Regions from separate parts of the Danio rerio genome. Here region 2 is linked to region 1. A link is a contact called in public Hi-C data. All regions are on one chromosome and are shown on one strand. Each heading gives the region's core, a stretch centred on a gene start, on an enhancer-like site or on the middle of the called end of the contact. The rest is flanking DNA. Distances are from core to core; before and after follow the strand shown. Region 1 holds the start of rpl10 (ribosomal protein L10). Region 2 holds the start of si:dkey-32e6.6.

What was found. A called contact is a pair of places that touch in the nucleus more often than the background predicts.
Region 2: a Hi-C map of an unstated tissue shows a contact between it and region 1, with 3 times the contacts expected there. The contact joins the promoter of si:dkey-32e6.6 here to the promoter of rpl10 in region 1. A contact is called at or near these places in 2 of 18 Hi-C or Micro-C datasets (caudal fin and an unstated tissue).

What each region holds. Positions count from the first base shown.
Region 1 is chr23:22,618,271-22,625,744 of GRCz12tu, forward strand. It overlaps rpl10 (ribosomal protein L10), which reads right to left and starts at 1,838. Exons shown (of 7, transcript NM_200027.1): 1 at 1,825-1,838; 2 at 1,671-1,702; 3 at 1,239-1,297; 4 at 577-684. The coding sequence starts at 1,693. It overlaps LOC137489191 (small nucleolar RNA SNORA70), which reads right to left and starts at 120; the gene lies at 1-120.
Region 2 is chr23:23,010,778-23,018,331 of GRCz12tu, forward strand. si:dkey-32e6.6 reads right to left here and starts at 4,325. Exons shown (of 11, transcript XM_073938808.1): 1 at 3,993-4,325. tnnc1b (troponin C type 1b (slow)) reads left to right here and starts at 3,425. Exons shown (of 6, transcript NM_001002085.1): 1 at 3,425-3,541; 2 at 4,462-4,492; 3 at 4,613-4,759; 4 at 5,190-5,304; 5 at 5,386-5,522; 6 at 5,613-5,844. The coding sequence starts at 3,518. The coding sequence ends at 5,644. It overlaps tktb (transketolase b), which reads right to left. Exons shown (of 14, transcript NM_198070.3): 13 at 7,544-7,554; 14 at 6,614-7,419. The coding sequence ends at 7,247.

The DNA.
Region 1 (7,474 bases), core at 588-3,087:
TCCCTTAAAGGGCCCGGCACTACCCAGCCAGGCTCATACACAACCAAAGATTCACTGTCTGCAGCCTTTGCACACCACACAAGTACACACAACCTGTCCAGTCGGCTTAATAAGCTGCAGAGAAGATAAAAAATACTATTTACTTATAGAATATATTTGCATAATTACTTAAGATTTACCTTTTCAAAAGCTCAGTCAAATTTTTAAAAACGTTTTCCTTTCCGAATGCAGATTGCCAGCAACAGCCTCTTTAGGAAAGTTTATGGTTTGGTCTTAGTGTTTTAGGAGTCCTCTACAGTGCTCTAACATCTCACTGATTTAGGAGTAGTTTTAGCACTAAATTACTTTGTGAAATACTCAAAGCAAATAAATAAAGATACATAACATTACAGTCTAAAATTTAGGACTGACACCAAATTTTATTTTATTATTTTTTTTTTTTACAATTCTCTCAAAAAAAAAGCAAGTTAGGAGCAGTTTTTATTTTTTTGTATAATATTTTAAATATGACCCAGAACTACAGTGCTTGAAATGTAATGTCAAATTGTAAAATTCAGTAAGCGCAGCATCTCTCACCTTCACTGGACAGCTGCTCATACTCATCAGACACCATGTGAGCACACAGGGGAAACTCATCCACCTTAGCCTTCTTCCTGCCCAAGTCGAAGATCCTGATTTTGGGATCTGAGTTTGGTAAAGAGACAGAACATACCTTAAACTGATTGATTTATACAGAGATAACACTAATGCGCACATTTTGCATTCCCACAGCGTTTTTACAGACACATTCTAGACCAACTTTACATACTTAAACTAGGTTAGAATGATCATGTAAACATGTTAACCAATGTCCCTGGAACAGAAAATGGTAAAACTTGATCAAAAACGTATCTTTACAGCTAGATTTTTGCCATTTATGCTGATTTTATTAAAATTATTACGTTTGACACAAAAAAGCTGAAGACATTGACATCCTTAGAAAAAAATTAATACTGTTAAAGTCAACAATTACTAATTTACAGCTTTCAAAATATCTTGTTTGATAGTAAAAACTCAAAGGTTTGTAACAACTTGATAAGCAAATGGCAATTTTTTATTTCTGAGTAAACTATCCCTAATGTTACATTTAAGTCATGAGCTGACAAATATACTTTAAGTAAATGGACAAAATAACATTCTTGTTTTATGCAACAAGACAATTAGCATTACATCCCCCCCCAAAAAAATACATGGCTTACCAGGAACACCTCGACAGAAACGGGACTTGGGGTAAGGCTTGTTCTTACAGTATCTGTAACTGGAAAAGACAGTAGACCATTAACAAGACTAAAACTCTTATATATAGGAATATACGACAGTTTATAAAGTTACCATAAGATCTTATTTAACTATTACGCTGCAAACAGCAAAAATGTCAAATAACATTAAAGTGACTGTTGGGAGGCTAATTTGTTAGCCTGACACCAAAACCACTTCTTCCAACAAATAACCTATCATGCATTTAAATTAAATTTAAAGTTGTTTTATATAAACACTTGTTAGTATCAGAAAGCAGAGCTCGTGAGTGTCCTGTCACTACTCCTTGTATGTGGCCGGCGGGCTGCACATGGTTAGCGGGGCCTGCCATTTTCATTGCGGCTACTTTTTAAAACACCAAATTCACAACTTACCAACGGGCTGGACGGCGGCCCATGGTTGCGATCTGTAACGTACACAATAACAATTGATTTAATAAGGACAACGCGTGTATATCATTGGAAAAATAATGTGTTTTTTCGACAAAAAGGAAGAGAGCAAAGCACCGCGCTCTTACCACGCACTCACCTAATGGAGGAAAGGAAGAAAACTGCCTTTCCGCTGCGTCATAATGCAACGAGGGAAACTACTTCCGGTTACATATTCGCGTTGTATTTATATCGTTTAAAACCGATTTTGTAGTCTAGTTTGCGAAATTAACAATCATTTATCAATGTATTTCCTAAAACAATCATAAGCGTGCTGTAGATTCATTTAAGATTGTCATTTTCTGTGCTTTAGCCAAAGCGAGATTTGTAGTGCGGTCGCTCATATGTCTGCTGGTATTTGTAGTCCATCAGCGCGATGGGGTCCTTCCAGGAATGATGCTTTATTTTTTACCAGTTCCAGTCCATTGTTTAAAATGATGGAGATTTTTATATAAACATTTTTAACAAAAGGATCATATGGCAATATGATAATTAAAACCTTAATTGTCAAGCACCCTTATATCCTGGAATCGGGCTTGTTTTATTAGTGAATTTGTCCTCTTGCACTACAAAATAGACCATCGTTCATTCATTCATTTTCCTCAGGCAGTCAGGTGGTTATCAGGGGTTGCCACAGCGGAATAAACCGTCAACTATTCCGGCATATGTTTTATGCAGCGGATGCCCTTCCAGCCGCAACCCAATACTTGGAAACACCCATACGCTCTCCATTCATACTCACACTCATGCACTATGGCCAGTTTTGGTTAAGTGACATGTCAGTTTAATTTTTATGTTAACTGTTGTAATGCAAATTTAACTTGTTGTAATTGCATTAAATATGTTAACTTTGAACTTCAAGCTTTTGAGCTACAAACTAAAGACTAAGCAGAATGCAGACAAAAAGAAGAGAGAGACTAAAGATGCCTGAAGATGACAAGCTTTATTTCAGTCAGAATCAGCATCTGCAGTCTTTGTCTTCATAACAAAATCTGCCACTGTATCATGTCCAGCACATTGCAGTAATCCTCAGCAGCACTCATTGTTAGGTATTCTAGTGACCCTCACCATCCCTTTATGTCTTTGGTGACCCTCACCAACCCTCTGTGTATTTGGTGACCCTCACCAACCCTCTGTGTCTTTGATGAAACTCACCAACCCAATTGTGCTCTGGTGACCGGTGACCCTCACCAACCCTTAGTGTCTTTGGTGACCCTCACCCACCTTCAGTGTCTTTGGTGACCCTCACCAACCCTCTGTGTCTTTGGTCACCCTCATCAACCTTCAGTGTCTTTGGTGACCCTCACCAACCCTCAGTGTCTTTGGTGACCCTCACCAACCCTCTGTGTCTTTGAGGACCCTTACCGACCCTCAGTGTCTTTGGTGGCCCTCACCAACCCTCTGTGTCTTTGAGGACCCTTACCGACCCTCAGTGTCTTTGGTGGCCCTCACCAACCCTCAGTGTCTTTGGTGACCGTCTTCTGTATTATTAGTAACTATAAACACAAACACACACACACCCACACACACACACACACACACACAAACACACACACACACACACACACACACACACACACACACACACACACACACACACACACACACACACACACACACACACACACAGGCAAAACACACACCTGGAGCAGTGGGCAGTGGGCAGGTATTCAGGTATCTCTGTGACGCTTGGAAAATTATGTGTGAATATTGCATAGTTACACAGTGCTAAAACTCTCATTTTTAGTTTTTTATTTTTTTTTTTTTTTGCAGAGATGTCCGAAGTACAAATCAGAATGACTAAAAATTAAACGCAAATTCAGATAAAGCGTCTCTAATCAAGAGAAAAACTGCAAAACACAAAGCAGCAAAGAATTCTATAAAGAACCTGATCTAACTTACGTCCTTATAGTGCGTTCTAAATAGAATTAAAGGTATAATCTGAATAGGCTTAATCACGCGAAAATGTGTGCATTATTTTACAATTTAAATTTTAGCCTATTTTTACTAATTAAATAAAAATGTATAAAATATATATTAAAAAATCTTTAACATATTCCAAATAAATATATATATATATTTTTCTGAGATGGTTCGTCAGTTACTTATTAACTGCACATTTAAATTAATGACACAGCAATGACATCACAACGAAAAATTTGTACTCGGGTATAAATAGACAAGTTGGTTAAGTGCATACCGCAAAAGTGAGGATTATAAATATAACGCTCTAACGACTTGTCGTGTATCTGTACGTTTTAGTTCCAAGTTTAGCGGTGAAGTGAACATTAACGTGGCGTGGCTGAATCCTCGTTGAAAATTAGACATGTTTATGTTGCATTTATTCAGACAGAAATAAATTAATGCTGGCTTGAGCTGAGCATCGTTTTCAGTGAGAACGTCGTTTAGTGTTTGAACGTTATCAAAACTAAGGATTGTTCTCGTCGCAGTTTAGTAAAGCGTCGCATTCACTAAAAACACTTGATGGCGACAAAGACCTTCAGATGTACCGTCTTGGTTCCACACGGTCTCGAGGGAGCGCTGTTGCTTTGTCCTTCTCCAGCTCTCGGATGTGGTAATGAAATCCCTCCTGCACACTCTTAATTTTTTTTTAAAGAAGAATGACCTCATATCTCTGAACTGTGGATAATGAGGACCAAATGCTCGGGTGGTCATTGGAACCCGGGAAATCACGAATGTTTGCTCATATTAAATGTAAAAGTGACGTGGCATCACAAATATTCGCCTCCTACAAGTGGTCATCATGTAAGGGTGATGTGTCGTCTTGACTAAATTGATCTACCATCCAGGGAAACATCCACTCTGTTCAATGCTGAGGCCAAAGCTCTGTAAACATTCTGGATTATTGGTCTTGTCTGTTGCTCTGTGTTCTTCAGGCACGCATTCTTACCTTAGATGGGGCTGTGCACAGGTCAGGCCAAGTCAGATCTGCCTTATCCTGTTCCAGAGTTTAAACACTATTTCTTATATTAATGTTTTATTATTTGAAATAAACAAAAAAACACTCACACATCAATATTATCATTTTAATTTTGTTTTCATATATTTTATTCTTTTAATATTATATTTATATTATTTTAAGCCTTAATTAAACAAAATGTATCAGTAACACTTTTCCCATTTATTTTCCATTTATTTATTAACATTTTGTGCCATTCCTCGTAGTCACTTAGACAACCACTGCAGTTCTTGCAAGATAATGTTTTTTTTTTGCTTTACATAGATGTCTAAATGATTAGCCCCCCTTTTGATTTTGTTTTTAAATATTTCCCAAATAATGTTTAACAGAGAAAGGACATTTTCAAAGTATGTCTGATAATATTTTTTCTTCTGGAGAAAGACTAATTTGTTGTATTTTGGCTAGAGTAAGAGCAGTTTTTTCATTTTTAATAACCCATTTTAAGGTCAAAATTATAAGTTCTTTAAGCTATATTTTTTTATATAGTCTACGAACAAACCATCATTATACAATGACTTACACCTACACTAACTTGCCTAGTTAACCTAATTAACCTAGTAAAGCCTTTAAATGTCACTTTAAGCTGTATAGAAGTGTCTTGAAAAATATCTAGTCAAATATTATTTACTGTCATCATGGCAAAGATAAAATAAATCAGTTATTCGAAATAAGTTATTAAAACGGTTATGTTTAGAAATGTGTGAAGAACATATTTTCTCCGTTAAACAGAACAGGTTGGCTAATAATTTAGGGGGACTAATAATTCTGACTTCAACTTTATATATATATATATAGTAAGTGGGTTCATAATGATGGTCATAAATGATCTCACACTTTATAAAGGGTCTTGTTTCCTTTCAGCAAACCACAAAGTAGGTGTGGGGCTTCAGTTACCACACCCAAAGACTTCAGCATGTAATGCACATCAGCCGCTTTTGCTCTGAGAATGAGTTCTCACATGCCATTGAGCACTGAGCTTCTGCTCAGCTTGCATGTGCACAGTTTTATGCAATTGTGCATGTGTGCATGCTTGTATAAATTTAAACGCACAAAACTTTGAGAGAAGAGGTCGAAAATGAAGGTGAAAAGGGTGTGGATCTTGAGGCTAAAGAGGAATTAAAAGGGAGAACAAAATTGTATGAAAAAGGGCTGAGTTGGACATTACTCATTACATGAGTAATCAGCTTAAAACAACAGAATAACCAGCCTGTGGTTTTCTGGTCTTATTTTACTGTTCTTGCTGGTCCTGTGTATGATAGTTTCATGTTAGATGTAGCTATGCTAGCCGATTGGTCAGCTTGACCAGCTAAAATGTGGCATCAAAACAAACCACATCATTTTTTCCCCCTGCAGGACTCTTAAAATACCATTGTTTGTGTTAGTTTGAAGGCATTATTAATCATCTGATGATCTGTTGGATAATTTTCCATTTAGCTCTGTGGAAAAGTCATAGCCCAATTCCTGCAGGGAATGTGGGGTTAATGTAATGATCTGTCCAATGACAAAAAGGGGGAATCACATATAATCTGTGTTTTTTTTTTTTTGATGATATTTTAAATGTATTTTATTCTATATGTATTTATACAATAGTAACTATTTTATAATCAATAAATATTTATTATATTTTCTGGTAAATAAAAAAACTATTATACATTTTATTTTATGTTATTATTCTTTGAATACAATTAAAATATTTAAATTTATATTATTGGCACAATGGCTTAGTGGTTAGCACAGTCGCCTTACAGCAAGGGCGTCGCTGGTTCTGACTGGCTGGGCCAGTTGGCATTTCTTTGTGGAGTTTGCATGTTCTCCCTGTGTTGGTGTGAGTTTCCTCTGGGTGCTCCGATTTCTCCCACAGTGTAAAACCATGCGCTAAGTGAATTGGGTAAACAAAATTGGCCATAGTCTATGAGTGTGTGTGTGTGTGTGTGTGAATAAGTGTAGGGGTGTTTCTCAGTACTGAGTTGAAGCTGGAAGGGCATCTGCTGTGTAAAACATATCCCGGAATAGTTGGTGATTCGTTTAGCTGTGGCCACCCCTGATAAATAAGGGATTAAGCTGAAAGAAAATGAAGGAATCATTAAATCAAAAAATATTAATTTAAGCCTATGCTAAAGATGGATATTTTTCTGTCAACACTTACTCTGTAATACTTTAGAACAGCGGTTCCCAATCTCTGTCCTGGAGGTCCGGCGTCCTGCAGATTTTAGCTCCAACCCCAACCAGATTTACCTCAGCTAGCTAATCAAGCTCTTATAGGCTTTATAGAAGCATCCTTAGGTATGTTGAGGCAAGTTGGAGCTAAGATCTGCAGGACACCGGACCTCCAGGATCGAGTTTAAGAAAGCCTGCTTTAGAAAAACAAAAATTGTTGATTTCTTTATCAACGTTCGATTTATTTACATTACTAAAAGAAACATTGCTCTGGCCCTCTAATACTAACACTTTATTTATTTTATGTTTTTATTAAAACAATCTATAATATCAGCATTATCTTAATTATTCTCTGTTAACACTATCCTTTAACACTGTACATTAAAAAAACTACAAAATAACTATTATTGTCCTCATGTAGAATTTGCTTTCGAACAAGTGTCTGTCAAATAATTAAAAGTAAACATGAAATATTAATTAGCCTTCAATAGGTTATTTTAGCATTCATACTTTAGTTTTGGACGTTTCTGCAATAAGTTTACATGCATCCCATGTAAAAGTAAACACTTACATTTTTCAAAATATACATTGCATAATCAGTTTGTTTTTCCTC
Region 2 (7,554 bases), core at 3,075-5,574, 390 kb after region 1:
TTGTTGTTTTGACACATTATACACAACTTTTTTTCAAAACAATGTTTCTTTCTTTTTATTTTATTGACAAGGTTATCATTGTTAAAAGTATATTTATTATAAAGAAAACTACACAAACAATCAAAAAATATATTTGTTTGCTTTTGGTCAAAATGAATTAAGCATAACTACTATTCAACCTTATGAGTTTCTGTTATAAAACCTTTAGGTTCATGCCTGTTTATAAATATTGATATCACTCACACTTCTGTAAATATTTTTAATGTAAATGGAAGATCATGTAAATGCATTTGCTCTGTTATTATCCAGAGCAATTGTGTAATTGTTTTTAGTTTTATTTTCCTAATTAGGGAATTTAATTAAGAGAATTTGCTGAACAATTTCTGACAGCTGTTGTAAAATAAACATCTCTTAGCAATTAAAAAACTTAAATATACTGTATATATAAAGAAAAATTATTTTGATGGATTGTTGGTGATTGGATGGGTGTCAGCCTTCTTTTTTTTACTTGCACAACTTTTAAAATTAAGACCTTTTTAAAATGATTTAAGGCTAAAACACAACACATCTGTGAATTTAAGACAAATTCTTTTTTTTTAATTAAATTTAAGATATTTTAAGACTTTTTAAGACTCCGCAGACACCCTGAATGAAGATGGAAATCGCAAAAATGGCAATTTATATATATATAAATTACATATGTGACATACAAGTTCATATTTGAATTTTACACATATTAAAAATGTTATGAACTAAAATATTGTAAGTGACTAAAATATATTTAAAATGCAAAAAGCAAAAATAAATATTTACATATGTACAGTTTTTCGCAGAGATGGGTTGTGGCTGGAAGGGCATACGCTGCGTAAAACATGTGCTGGATAAGTTGGCGGTTTATTCCACTGTGGCAATCCCAGATTAATAAAGGGATTAGGACGGAAAGAAAATGAATGAATGAATATGTACAGTGGAAGTCAGAATTATTAGCCCCCTTAATTATTTGCCCGTTAAATTTTTTTTTTTTTTTAAATATAGCTTAAATGGGCTAATAAATATGTTCTAAATTTTTTTTTTTTATGTAACTTTTTTATTTAAGCTGAAATAAAACAAATAAGACTTTCTCCAGAAGAAAAAATATTATCAGACATACTGTGAAAATTCCCTTGCTCTGTTAAACATCCTTTAGGAAATATTTTAAAAAGAAAATCAAAATCAAAGAGGGGCTAATAATTCTGACTTCAACTGGATATATATATATATATATTTTTTTTTTTTTCAACCATTGGAATTACAAATTTGACCATAGATAAGCACATGTACAATATATTTGAACATATATGTACATATTGTAATTCCAACGGTTAAAAAAGAAATATGTAAGTGAACATTTTGAAATATTTATAAAGAGTTGCAAAAACCTCTAAATGCCGTCTGAAATTTACCTCTAAAATGAGCATTTTTATCAGGGTCCTGTGTGTATGTCCAGTGATATCACTTTTATGGCAAAGAATACGTCCTTTTCCTGGTCTTTAAAGTGAATAATCTTAACAAACAACGAAGACTTAGAAAAATTTTCATTTTTGATGGAAATTTTTAGATGGCATTCAGAGGTTTTTGCATCTAACATCTTTATATGTAAAATTCAAATATGGGCTTTTTTATGCAGTATATATGCAGTCATATATGCAGTTTGAATATTTTTCCATGGCATGAATCAGATATATATTGGGAAAAAGTAAGAAAGGGAACTAAAATATTCTAAATGACTATACATTTAAAATGCAAAAAAGCAAAAACTGTCATGTCTTTTGTAGCCAGGACAAAAAATAAGTTCACAAAATAAGAAAATATGCCATCAGGCAGCTATGGCAAAAGATGTGAGTAAGTAAGGTTCCACCTCTGGACTTAATTATAGAAATTAAGGTAGAATTTGGGTAATTGGATGTCAAAAGATTAGATGCTTCCCATGATCTTTTACTCAGAGATGTGTTTATCTTGGTTACTTAGGCCAAAAACATATGATACTTTTTAACTCTAATATAACTGCACTAAAACGTTTATTACAAAAGAGGTTTTAACTTTTCATGAAGACACAAACATCAGAGTTAATTAAAAACTTCACAAACTTTAAAATAAAATCTGCGAATAGGAACAGAAATGTACATGGAAATAAGTTTTCATTCTACATATTTAAGCATTTTACTTAAGGCTGTTAAATATCTCAGAAAACAAATCTGAATTTAATTATTTTACATGTTATCTATTTTTAAATAGGGATGAATGTGACAAGCATGTGACATTTTATGCCATTTCTATTATTACATTTTCTCTGCACTGATTTAAGACCCTTTAAAGACCTCTGTTTATAAAAGGTTGAATTAATGTTCTTTCAAAAATATAATTTCAACATTTAGTCATTTAGCAGATGCTTTTTTGTCCCAATGCTTCCTTTCCTTGCTCCTTTTTAACACAAAATAAAACATATTGGAATGGAATAAAATTACTACACAAGTCAAAGGTTAATCACATTTCTCATAGTATCATCTTACAGCAGAAGAATGAAATTCATGTCTGTAACAATATAATAGTCAGTAAACTGCAGAAACGCTGATAGAACTTGCTCAATATGCAAGAAGTACCCACTGCTTCCAGCAAGATTCTGAAGCATGCATCCAACGTACACATTACTATCCCATAAGGCAATCCAAAACAATTTATAAATGGGAGTGAAGCGACGCAACTGACAAGGTCATGTGATAATGAGAACATGGTGGATATAGTACCACTCATAATGCTCATATTCACACTACTGTATATACAAGTTCATAAAGTAAATTTAAATTCAATATAGCACCTATCCAGGCACAGCTTATTTATTTCACTTCACAGCATTTATCCATTCAAACAATTGCTGTAACTATAGATTATTAAAAATCACACATTTTCTATATGATTTGGTCAAAGAAACCTACTGGAAGGGCAATATTAAGTTAATTACCTTCAACCAAGCACTGATTGATTGGACCAGTGCTACTAGTCTCTTAGGTTACAGTCATGTTCATACGTATATGACCAGTGCCTGGCACAGGAATGGAGCTGTGATGCTGCTCAGCAAATGATTGGCAAATGCAGGTGACCGGTGGATAAGTTTAGAACCTGATATGGGATTGTTGCTTAGGCGGCCAGAAAGACCAGTGCCAAGGACTTATTGTCATAACTCGAGTTCTCCTGCCTGTTGTCTCTGAAATTCCTCCTCTATTTATAGCCCATACCATCCCTAACCCCTTTCTGCCCTGCTCCCTTTCCTTTTTCACTCATCCCTCGCTCTCTCTCTGATAGGAAAGGGGAGTGACAAAAGCCATTGTCTTTTCTAAGCCATCCATTCCAGCCATAAAGGCCAAGGCAGGTGGCCCTGGGACTCTTTGTCCTGTGTCTGCCGTGAAGAGAGGAGCGCTGGATTACCTGTGAGGAGTTTACTGACCATTTCAAAAAAGGAAAATCTAAACCCGGGACAGCCATGGATGATGTATATAAAGCAGCGGTAAGTTATGGGCACAGTAATTAAAGTTAGTTGAAGACAAAATTTTTCTTATTATTTTTATATTTCCCATGTGATGTTTAACAGAGGAAGAATTTTCTTCACAGTATTTCCTATTATATCTTATTATCATCTGGAGAAAGTCTTTTTCTTCTAGTAAAAAAAAAAAGTTCAACTGCTAAGGTCAATATTATTCGCCCCTTAAGAGATTATTTTATCTTATTCGCTGTTGTCCAGTGACTTCACTAATTAACTAAAACATCACTTGGGAAATATTTGAAAACGAATTCAAATTTCACAGTAGAATTACAAATTTTGTCTTCAAATGTATGAGCATTTAACTCCCCTTCAGGCTGTCTGTACGGAAAGTGACCCCGTAATAAGTCCCATAAATAGTTTTGCATGCAAATGTCAGCGAAATTTTAAATTTATAAATGATAGTTTAACAGCTTACCTGTCCTTGACCATTTCCTTCCTCTACAAATGGCAGATTTCTGCATTATAACTAATAATCAACCGGACAGATCAATGAGTGCACTGTCTGCAGGTTAGCTCTCAAGGTTAAATCAATAAACGGGACATTTGAGAGAGCTACTCTGGAGCCTTTTTAAAGGCACAGAGCCTAATGGCACAGGAAACACTGTCAAAATGGATTTGCTCAATAATTGATCAACAAAACTAGTGAAAATTATAGGTTGAAGCTGATGAAATATTGAAGGGTCACAGACACTGAGGTTGAAGCATTTAACAATGAGGGTGTCTGGTGTCTGAAGACCGTTACGCAAGTGACAGCTGTCATTTCTGTAAAGCACATACCTTGGTCGGTCTATGATGAACGACAAGCTATATAGTCTTACAACAAATTGTATTTTTAGTTCTGAGTCAACTGGAGCCAATTTTGAGCTCTCTCTTGAACCTAACAGGTGGAGAACTTGACAGAGGAGCAGAAGAATGGTAAGTTCCTCGTTGAAATCTGTCATATCGCTGGATTTTGTGTGATTTTACATGACTATTCTCTTTCCAACTTATAAATGTCTGTGATGTGTCATTTGTGCTTGTGACTGTACCTGGCAGAGTTCCGTGCTGCGTTCGACATCTTCGTGCAGGACGCTGAGGACGGCTGCATCAGCACTAAGGAGTTGGGGAAGGTGATGAGGATGCTGGGCCAAAACCCCACTCAAGAAGAGCTTCAGGAAATGGTAGACGAAGTAGATGAAGATGGTATGTCATTCATTTAAGGTATAATTTATTCTCCTCAAGTTTATGGTACATTCATAGTAATAAAGGTAATGTTACAAAACCTGTCACTGGGGCAAAACCTTGTGAAAAGGTAAAAACTATTAATATGTATCTTAAAGATATCTAGATCATTACGTACTAACATGCAGGGCATAGCAGACATTTTAAAAGTATGTGTCTGTGTGTGTGTGGGGGGGGGGGGGGGGGTGTCTTGAGATCTTAAAGTTTATGTTCATGTAATTATTAATCACCTGTTAAATGGCCTGTCTCTAAAAGTAAGGGGGACATATCCCCCCATCCCCCCTGGTTGCTACGCCCCTGCTAACATGTATGTGACAGCTTTTGTATTTTTATTTCCGAAAGTGTATAAATTGGGATTTGATTGTTCACTGGTGGTCTCTGTGGGATGTAGGGAGTGGGACAGTAGACTTTGATGAGTTCTTGGTCATGATGGTGCGCTGTATGAAAGAGGAGAGCAAAGGAAAATCAGAAGAAGAACTGGCTGAAGTCTTCCGCATGTTTGATAAGTATGTATTTTTATCAAAGCATGTTAAAGTTGGCCTCATTTTACAATCTATTGCAAAACCACGTTTTATTGTCCTGTTAAGAAATGGAGATGGTTACATTGACTTGGATGAGCTGAAGAACATGCTGGAGTCCACAGGTGAGGCCATCACTGAGGATGACATCGAGGAACTCATGAAGGACGGAGACAAAAACAACGACGGCAAGATCGACTACGACGGTAAACTCATATAACAACCACTTTATTATGGATATTTATTCAAAATATACATTTCGACAACTGATTAGCATTTACCTTACATCCCAACAGAGTTCTTGGACTTTATGAAGGGTGTCGAGTAAAAACCCGCCAAGTGAAGCCATTTCATTCCCTGAACCAATGCTGCCTGCCTCTCTGACGTCACCACACGGACACCTAATTAGAAAGCACGGAAAATGATCTGCATTTCATTTAGTTCTGAAAGGTTGTTGAAGTGAATCAGTCTTGTCATACTGCTGCCCTAATTATTCGTGTTATTTGTGCTCAAGTAAAAACCTTTTCTGTACACAATTGTTTTTTTTTTTTTTTTTTGAAGATAATGTACACCTGTTTTTAGCGTTCACTCACGTTATAAAAATGTGCTGGTCTTAACTCCTATACACTGAAAAATACAATCCCTTGAAAACATTCTAAAACTTCTAACACCAAATTACACTCCCCCATGCCTGAACACAAACTTGAATGCACCCAGCAAACATTTTTTGTTTTTAAAAGAGGTCTCATAGATGTTTAAATATAGTCGTCTTGGCTAAAACCAAGCTAAATTTGGGCTGTCACGGAAAATCTAATAGACGTCAAATAAACAAAAATTAATGATTACACATATAAAGTCTAATCGGTTCATCGGGCTATTCTTATATGTCTATTAGATTTCTGCTGACAGCGTAAGTTTAGCCTTGTTTTAGCCAAGCTGTCTACTCTTAGATGTTCATTAGACGCCTATTAAACACAAAATTTTTTGCTGGGCTTTGCTATGAAACATTTGTCTGGGACTTTCCTAGTATTGTGTCCTAAATGGAAGTTCTTTACACTTTCAGTAAAAAAAAGAAAAAAAAAGAAAAGAAGAAAACACCTTGCAGTACACAGTTGCTCTCCAGAGACAAACATGCTTTATAATTACCAGTACAAAATTTGTAGTGTATCCAACTACATTCATTTAGCTACCTCATTGTCTTCATTAACCAAAAGGCTCTTCAAGATATACATTCATATACACACACACACACACACACACACACACACTACCTACACTTATAAAGCAAATAGGCAGATTAGATGGGCAGTTGAATTTATTAACATTACCAAATTGAGTGAAAACTACAGGTGAAAAAACAACAACAGTGAGGGCATCTCAGTAACGTGACGTTTCATCAAGTCACCAAAACCAAACCATTCAAGTTCAACTTTCCAAACCTGGGTTGTCCAGTGGTTAACACAGCAGTAAAAAAAAATAGATATATATTTTGTATTTATTTTTTACTCCCTGAAAGCATCATCACAGCCATCGTCAAATGTATTTGTTCAAACTAGCATGTAATTACAGGAAGCACAGCCAAAAGCAATTGGAAAGATGAAATGACTTTTGAAACGGTCCGTTAACAATACTTTCATTCTGATCTAATCCATTAATGCACTCTGATAAACCTCCAAATCTTTTAAAAACACTTTTAAATGTAGCATTTAAAGCGGTCAAGGCAAAACCAATGATGACACAAAATGGAAGCATTTCAGAGCTGTGAAGGACACTGTAAACTACAATGCACGCATTAAGAGTTGAGAAGTTAGCTGTATCCTCAAGCCGTAAGCTGCTGGAATGATATGGATTGTGTGGTGAGCTTGTCTATGGGGTCTGGGTTAGGAGTGGAGAAAGAGGAAGGGTGTAGCTCAGGGTGGTTCAAACAGTTTCAGTTGGCGAAAGTACGCTTGACGGCAGCAACAATACATTTGGCACTGATGCCAAACATGTCCAGCAGCTCCTGTGGTTTCCCACTTCTGGGCACACGGCTCACGGCCAGCCGGTGCACCACAATGCCAGGCTCTTCACCCACAGCAGACAGAACAGCCTCGCCCAGACCACCTACAATGAGAGCAGAAGAACCAACATTAAAGACCTCTGTTTGGACAAAATGTAACAAAATACTAAGAAAACTATTTTCTTTTCCGCTAATAATGCTATTATTTGGATGGAAAGAGCAGCTCACCCTCTTTGTAA